2 separate regions of the Mus musculus genome follow, and region 2 is linked to region 1. Evidence: chromatin contacts called from public Hi-C data. All regions are on one chromosome and are shown on one strand. Each heading gives the region's core, a stretch centred on a gene start, on an enhancer-like site or on the middle of the called end of the contact. The rest is flanking DNA. Distances are from core to core; before and after follow the strand shown.

Region 1 (3,986 bases), core at 534-3,033:
GAGATATGACAGCGATCACATGCCCTATTCCTTAGCCTTAACAACCAAAATCTTGCCATATTTACTTCTAGATTTTATTACTTGAATTTTCTTTTCAAACGTTTTATTTCCCTTTGAACTGTGTGCATGTGGATGGGTATGTGCGTGTGACCACATGGGCGTGGGGAGGCCAGATGCAATGAATCCCCCTGCAGCTGGAGTTACAGGAAGTTGGGAAAAAAGGAAGGTATGTGTTCCTAACCACTGGGCCACCTCTGCAGTCCTGCCGAGGTTTCTTTAAAACAGAATCCTAAAGGCCATGACTGTTCACCTCTAATTATTTCAGCACCTAAAAAATAAAATCACTTTTGTAAAACAAACAAGCACAAGATCATTATTGGACCTTTTAAAGTGACATTCCTTAACTCTTTGTCATGGTGGTAATGCAAACCTTCCAGAACTTGGGAGGCTGGACAGGAGGATCTTCATTGGAAGGACAGCCTGGATTACATAGGGAGATCATATCTTAAATAACAACAAAAAATTTACATAAAGTAAAAAAAATTATCCCACTTAAAACCAATAGTCTCCTATAAGCCCATTTCCAGGTGGTTTACATCTGGATGCAAATAAAGTCTATAAATTAATTGCATTTGGTTGTTGTATTTAACTTCTTAATCCTGATTAGCAGTCTCTTTTATGTCACTGACTCCTTATTTTTAGTGGATTAAGTCTTAATACACGTTATTAAATTTAAACCACATCACCAGACCATCACAAAAGCAAACGCGGTGAACATAGGGGAATTCTACTGTTGAGTAATAAAGGAAAATTCCAGGACAAAAAAAAGCAGTCTCTCCGATTTCTCTTCTAAAAGAGACAACATGGAAGTTCTGAAGTATGATGTACTGTCTTACTAATGTTTAACACTTGCCTCTCAACACAGAAGGCAACCTATGATTTGGAAAGTCACAATAAAAACCTGAGACTTAGTTGATCTGAACAGAAATACTTCCCAATGTCCATTCTCTTTTGTTTGCCACAGTTCACTCGCCCCACATGGAACCCCATTCTTTCTTCACAGTGTAAATCACCTCCCCTTCTATACAAAGCCCTTCCCAACTATTCCTATCATGTCTTCTCCTTCTATGTTCTGAAATGATGTAAACTTCTTTCTGGGGGATTTAAAATATGTAATAAGACATGTACCGTTATTTCATTTATGCCTGTTTTTTTCCGACTTGACTGAAATTCCCAGCTCCTCTCAAACTTCCTGACATACACACAAAGGGCATTTGGTTACTCGTGGGCCACTGACTGGGATTACAACTAAAGAAAAATCCACCTAACAAGCTTTTTTCACAGATCTCCATCGCGCTGTCTCTTAACTCTGGAAATTTCTGAGAAAAGCGGTGGGTGTTCTAGAAATATATGAAATTCAGCAAGCTTAGCTTCCCCTCCCCACCCTGTCCCAAAGTCTCTGAGGGGTTACAGTTGGACCAGGAGTCGTGTTTTAACCCAAGGCTACTAGAGGGAGGAGTGGGCGGGAGGAGCGCAGAAGTGGCCTCACACCAAGTTAGGACCCGGAAGCCATGTAGGGCTTCGTTGACACCCGCTGCTAGGCGACAAGCCCTCGGGCTGGTTTACCTGATCAGTTCTAGTAGCCAGAGATTTATCAGCCAAAATGCGCTCCTTCAACTCATCCAGCTTCCCACTGTAGGCCAGGTTACAGATCATTATGTTAGACACACACCCCTCCATTTCGCCTTCCCAAGACCTCCGTGAAACTCAAGCCCCGCCCACTCGCATTTCCTGTTCCGGCGACCAATCAAAGTACTAGAAATTCTCCAATCACTGATCTTTGTTTTCCTTGTAGCCCCGCCCATAGCCTGGAGCTTCTGGGAGTTGCAGTTTGAAAGCAGATCCAGGCCTGGAGGCGTCTTTGGAAGTCACTCAGTTCCGGGTCCTAGCAAAGTGGAACTACAAGTCCCAGAATCCTTAGAGAAAGCCGTAGTCAAGTTGCCGGTGGAATTGGCCCAGGATGACAGCTGGAGAATGGAGTCAGGTAATGGGAGCGGCTTCTGGTAGTACTGTGTGAAAAAGCTAGGGTGGGTGGTCTTTGGTGGGCCAGTAAGTTGGCCACATGAAATGAAAACTGTAGCAGCGCAAGAGAGTTCTGGGATCCTACAGATCTTGTCCCTCGGGGCCCTCACTTGCAGTGGCAGGCGGAAGGGACAGAGTTGGAGCAGAGTACTACCTCTGAGCTTGAACCATTGACTGTAGCTACCCTCCCCCTCCCTACCACTGTTTAAGGAGTGGAAAGAAGCACAGGCTAGTTACTCTGGCATTTCTCCGGAGTGGCATCAGAGTAAGGCTCTGCTACAACACAGGTTATACATTACACCATACAGAGGTGATGTGCCAGAATGATGCTAAAGACAGGGTGTGATGCCATAGGAGCCACTAGATACCTAAGAGACCTCAGTGAGTAACAGCGGTCACCTTAGGGATATCAGGGTATATGATGTTGTCACTTTAATAACATGGTAATGGCAATTACCATCGAGACTTTGCTAGATTGCTAAGCTAACAATGTGGATTTTTTTTTAAAGGTGAATTTCCAAATAGTGCTGCAGCAGAAGAGATGCAAGGCTTATCTTTTATAGAAAATATCAAAAAAGACATTAGAAAAATGTTAAAGATATATTTTTTAAAGTGACTGATGAAGTTTGTCTCCTTTGTTATGGTATAGAACAGGGCTTAGCAAACTTTTTATATAACGCCAGATCATAGTTATTTTAAGCTTTGCAGGACAGATGATAAAACCAACTCGAGAACACAAGTTATGACAAATGTTAATTGATGAAATTCGGGATATAATAATAGTGGAGTATGTGTTTATATAATGCTTTTAGCTTTTTAAAATTTTGTGTGAGTGTGTTTTCTGCCTGCATGTGTGTCTGTACACCGTGTGAATGTTGGATCCTCTGAGATCTGAGTTAGACAGTGTGAGTTGCCATGTGTGTACTGAGAATTGAACTCAGGTCTTCTGGAAGAGCAACCAGTGCTCTTAAACCCTGAGCCATCTTTCCAGACCCCAGTGAAATTTATTTTTAACACAGAAATACTAAGAGAACGGAATTCTTTGAGGGAAGTACTGTTTGCTTAGCTGATGTTTAAAGTTGCTATTTTCTATCATTAAAATTTATTCCAAATGTTCTTTTTAATCTTTAGAAAACTCTTTGAAAATATGTTTTCATGCAGTAAGTTATGTCCAAATATTGATAATCCAGGAACATATTCTTTTAAATACTAATTATTTTATTGCATCTTATTGATTGTGTGTGACCTGATTCAGCTTCTAAGAGTGTTGGTTTCTCTCCTCTCCTCTCCTCTCCTTTCCTCTTCTCTCTTCTCCCTCCCTCCCTCCCTCCCTCCTTCCCTCCCTCCGTGTGTGTGTGTGTGTGTGTGTGTGTGTGTGTGTGTGTACACTTACATACATGATGCCTGGCATGAGTGTGGAAGTCAGAGAACACTATTGGGAGTTGATTCTCTCCTTCAAGCATGTTGGGCCTGGGGATTTACCACAGGACATTGGGCTTACTTATGGAACCATCTGGAAAGCCATAAATTCTGATTTTGATTTAAATCAATGTAATAATTTTTCCATAAAGGTTTTAGATTTATAGAAAAATTGCAAAGTCCAGTGCAGTGACTCACACCTTTAACCCTAGTTCTTGGGAAGCAGAGGCAGCAGATCTTTGAGTTTGAGGCCAGCCTGGTCTACACAGCAAGTTCTAGGAGAGCCAGGGGTACATCTAGCAAGCCCCTGTTTCAAAACAAATGTTCCAAAGATAGTACAGAATTCCCACATATTTTCTACCCAGTTTCACATTTTCTCCCTATGTTAACAATTTGATTGTGATAACTTACATACCATAAAATTCAACTGGGGCTAGGGATGCCCAGTAGTAGAGCATTTGCCTCACATGCACAAGGCCTTACGT
Region 2 (3,986 bases), core at 445-2,944, about 10 Mb after region 1:
TATTTACTTCCTTGGTTCTTTGAAATCACTGGGTAGCCTAGGCTGGCCTAGAACTTAAGGTGACTGTCCCATGTCAACTTCCTGAGTACTAAGATTGCAGGCACATACCATCATGCCTAAGACAACAGTTTTTGCAGTAATCTTATCAAGTTAACAATGAGAAGGCTAATTTTTAGGAAAGGGATGCTGGACAAACTCTCTAGTAAGCACAGTTTACTAAAAACATCTATTCTCTTCATCTTTCATGCCTTCAAGCTATTGCCTTTCCCTTTTTTTTCAAAAACAATTTTTATTAGCTATTTTCTTCATTTACATTTCAAATACTATCCCGAAAGTCCCCTATACACCCCCCACCTCCCTCTCCCTTGCCTTTCATGTTGTCTCCCATCCCTGCTATTCTGGATCTACTACTCTTATGACAAACCCGGTTTGGAATTTGCAACCTGTTTTTGGTTTCATCCTATCAAACCATTCTGATGTCATTCCTGGGGTTCTGCTCTTTTATGTTCTGTAAATTCCAAGCCAGATAGATACAACTACTCTGCATGCAGATCTTGTTTTCTGCTGTAGTCTGGCTGAAGTAATGGGCCCTAAAACTTGACAGAAGACAGACTCTACATGGATTTCATTGGAGAAGCATGCTGAAATGTACTTTTCAAAAGACTGTGATCAAATTAGAACCTTTGCAGCTATTTTGAATTGTTCCCACATGGACACATTTAGTAGGTTGGAAAACAAAAAAAATCCCCTAACCATATGGCATAGCTTAGTGAGTACCAATAAGGTCCAAGTTGTAGTTGAATTTGAGTGGGTGTTTAATCTCCCTGACCAGAGATCCTGAGGCAAATTATAGGCAATTTCATTTTGTCTATGCATTCATTGTCTTAAGTAAATGTTTTACCATTTGTAAGGTGGATAACTCTTCAAAGTATGACAGTAGATGTTAGCGGTTTTTATGTATCATATGTGTTCTTCTCCTTTCGTTAAAAGTTGTGCATATCATCTTTTCAATGGAAGGGAAATTTCTCCCTTTCAGGGAACTTTAGCTCACTTTAGCCAAATTCTACTAATCCACAGTACTTCCTTTCCCATGATGCATCATCTCCATTTCTTTCCCTGGGCATGGTGGTATAATATCCTGAGGCAACTCGGTTGGATACTAGGAGTTCTGGTACAAATCCTATACACACATTTTCTTGGCCCGCTTCTTCTGACACTATGAGCATCAAGGCCTGACAGGTGTGATCCTCTGGTTCTAAGACTGCATCCTGAGGCCATCCGGGAAAAGACTACAACTCCCAGGATGCTCATCCGCCCCGCCCCTGTACCCCTCCCCCAGCTAGAAAGCGAGTATCACAGAGAAGACGAGGCAACATGGCTCCCGGAGGTGGAAGGCAGAGGCTTCACCCCCTTTGAAGCAGTGAAGAAGAGCAGCGGAGGGGAACGGGAAAAGAGGAGTGACTACGACTTTGTCATCGCTTTTATCTTCCCAGCCTCTTCTGAGTCTGGTCAGCCTCACCTCTGCTCTCCACCCGCACCCAGTCTGTGGTCTCCTCCCCTCCCCGCCCACGTTCCCTCGCCCCTCCCGTTCTCAAACCCTCTCTCCGCCCCCCTCGCCCCTACCCCCCGCGGAGTGCGCACGCGCCCGCCTCCAGCTTCGCGCGGGGATCGCCGACTGGCCCGCTTGCGCAGCCGCTGTTCCTTCTACCCACGGAGGAAGCATGGGCGTCCAGGGCTTCCAAGAGTTCCTGGAGAAGCGCTGTCCCGGGGCTGTGGTGCCTGTGGACCTCCTCAAACTCGCGCGCACCGTCTCGCGCCAGCAGCAGCAGCAGCACCTGCACCGCCAGCTGCCGCCAGCAGCCCTAGCGCCAGGGGCTCCACGCATCACCAGGGGCTCTGCTCCTCTGCCGCCGCCGCCGCTCCCGCCCGCTGCCTTTGGTGCTTACTCCGGGGGCGCGGGGCCGTCTCGGCACCATCACCCTGCTCACCATTTCCACCACCATGGCCAAGCGCCGCCAGGGCTGCATCCGCCGCCGCCCCCTCCGCTGCCTGGGGCTCGGGTATTGGTAGACGCGGGCTCGGCGCTGCCGCGGCTCTATGGTGGCTACCAGACGGATTGGGTTTGTGGCGGCCAGTGGAATGCCATGCTGGGCTACTTGTCAGCGCTGTGCCAGGCTTGTGCCTATCCGGGCGGAGACGGCCTGGAGCTGGTGGTCATGTTCCCTGGGGGCCTGGGGAAGGACCGACTGGCCGAGTGGGGCCGTCGGTGCCAGGCGGAGCGGCAGACTGCGCAACTGATCGTGGGACACGTGGGCAACAAGGGCACCCCTCCACCGCGGGCCTGGTTCCTGCCACCTGCCTGTCTGAGCCACTGCGTGAGGCTAGCACTCATCCGCTTCCGGGTCAAGGTGAGGGAGGGGTTAGATTTTTAAATGAAATGCCCCACACCTGTTCCTTCCAGACTAAACACCTAACCATTCACCGACCTACCTGCCACCCACTCAGTCAGCTAACTTACTGGCGACCATTTTATCCCCTCGTGCCCCCGTCATATGGCCTATTAATTCCCTTACCTACATGATTGTATCTCTAGCCATGCCATCCCCGTAACCCCCTTTACTCACACAATTGGCCTACCTGTTGGTTCTAGCAGAATTGACTCAAAATTCCTCCGGGCTTCATGTTTCTCTTGCTATCATCCCCCTCAAACTGAAATATGTTTTTTCTTCATTTTCCAGTTGACATTCCCTCCCCTATATCTGTTTTCAACCCCATGGCAAATAAAACAGATGTTAGTCGAACACCTTTGTTCTATAATTTTCCCCCATTTGACACCTAGTACTTCTTTTTTCCCCATCCATTGAGCCCTTTTCATTTCAACATGCTTTTATCTTGGCATGCCTTAGCCCAAACAATTCACTGATTGAGTCACTATTCAGGAAGATGAACACGCTCAGTAGGGGGTTTCAAAGACGGTTGGGGGTGCGGGGAGGGGCTCTCAAAAACCCCAAGACGCCATTCTTGGCTTTGAAAGATCAAATGCGCAGCATTTACTTGCTGGTGTAAATATGCATGGTGATTCTGTTTTCTGGTATGTAAGTTGCCAGTTTGGGTAGGTGGGTGGGGTGATAATCTGTGGGTTAAAATGGTCCTGGGAAACTTCCTGAAAAAGATAGACTTGGAGAATGGGCTAGATCTGAATGGTTCACAGGTTTTGGAGGAGGTTGTTTAATTAAAGAGGTTGAAGCAATCGGGCAGAGGCAAAAAGAAATACCAAGTTCATGAGGCTCCATGGGTTTAAACCGAAGGCCAGCCTCTGAGTAGTTGAGCCACTGCATATGGAGCCTGGGGAAAAGCTTGGCAGCATCCCCGGGTCTTGGCACCACTGCTATTACGCTGTTGCTTTCCCATACTCTTAGGTTTCAAGTTCCTACGTGTAGAGAATAGCAAGGCTTGAGAAGTAAGGAGGTAGGCAGGAAGAAGGAAAAGAAAAGCGTTACAGGGTTAGGTGGGAAGAAACTGCAAACCCATTTTCTAACCAGAGTTTTGGGGGGAATGTCCTTTCAGGATTGGGGACTTGGGGATTCTGAAAACAAAACAGGTGGCAGCTGGTGGGGTAAGGAGGGAACAGAGACGGAAAGATCTGCTACATGGAGAAGTTTGCAATGGTTATAGAATGTGACTAGAATCCTACTATGCTAGATATACAGAACTCAGCACCAAATTTATGCCTTTTTAAATTTGACAAGCCATTAATGGGCTGGGGGCATAGCTCAGTGGTAGTGTCCTTACTAACCAGGAGGCCCTTGCTTCAATCTCCTGACACCATGCATGCAAAAAAATCTAATCATGAGCTAACTTAAAATATAACTGTAACAAAACCCCACTTGCCTGTTCTCCTGACTGAACATTTTAAAGCAGAGTCACTTACAGGCTTTCCTTCCAAGTTGTTTTCAATGGCACCACCCAGGCTTTAAGAACTTTTT

Evidence for each region. A called contact is a pair of places that touch in the nucleus more often than the background predicts.
Region 2: a contact with region 1 is called in a Hi-C map of CD8 T cells, with 7 times the contacts expected there. The contact joins the promoter of Fam120c here to the promoter of Psmd10 in region 1. A contact is called at or near these places in 1 of 39 promoter capture datasets (the HPC-7 cell line) and 3 of 484 Hi-C or Micro-C datasets (CD4 T cells and CD8 T cells).

Annotation. Positions count from the first base shown.
Region 1 is chrX:140,954,928-140,958,913 of GRCm38.p6, forward strand. It overlaps Psmd10 (proteasome (prosome, macropain) 26S subunit, non-ATPase, 10), which reads right to left and starts at 1,784. Exons shown (of 5, transcript NM_016883.4): 1 at 1,627-1,784. The coding sequence starts at 1,740. It overlaps Atg4a (autophagy related 4A, cysteine peptidase), which reads left to right and starts at 1,980. Exons shown (of 13, transcript NM_174875.5): 1 at 1,980-2,044. The coding sequence starts at 2,035.
Region 2 is chrX:151,342,529-151,346,514 of GRCm38.p6, forward strand. It overlaps Fam120c (family with sequence similarity 120, member C), which reads left to right and starts at 1,695. Exons shown (of 16, transcript NM_198105.2): 1 at 1,695-2,408. The coding sequence starts at 1,722.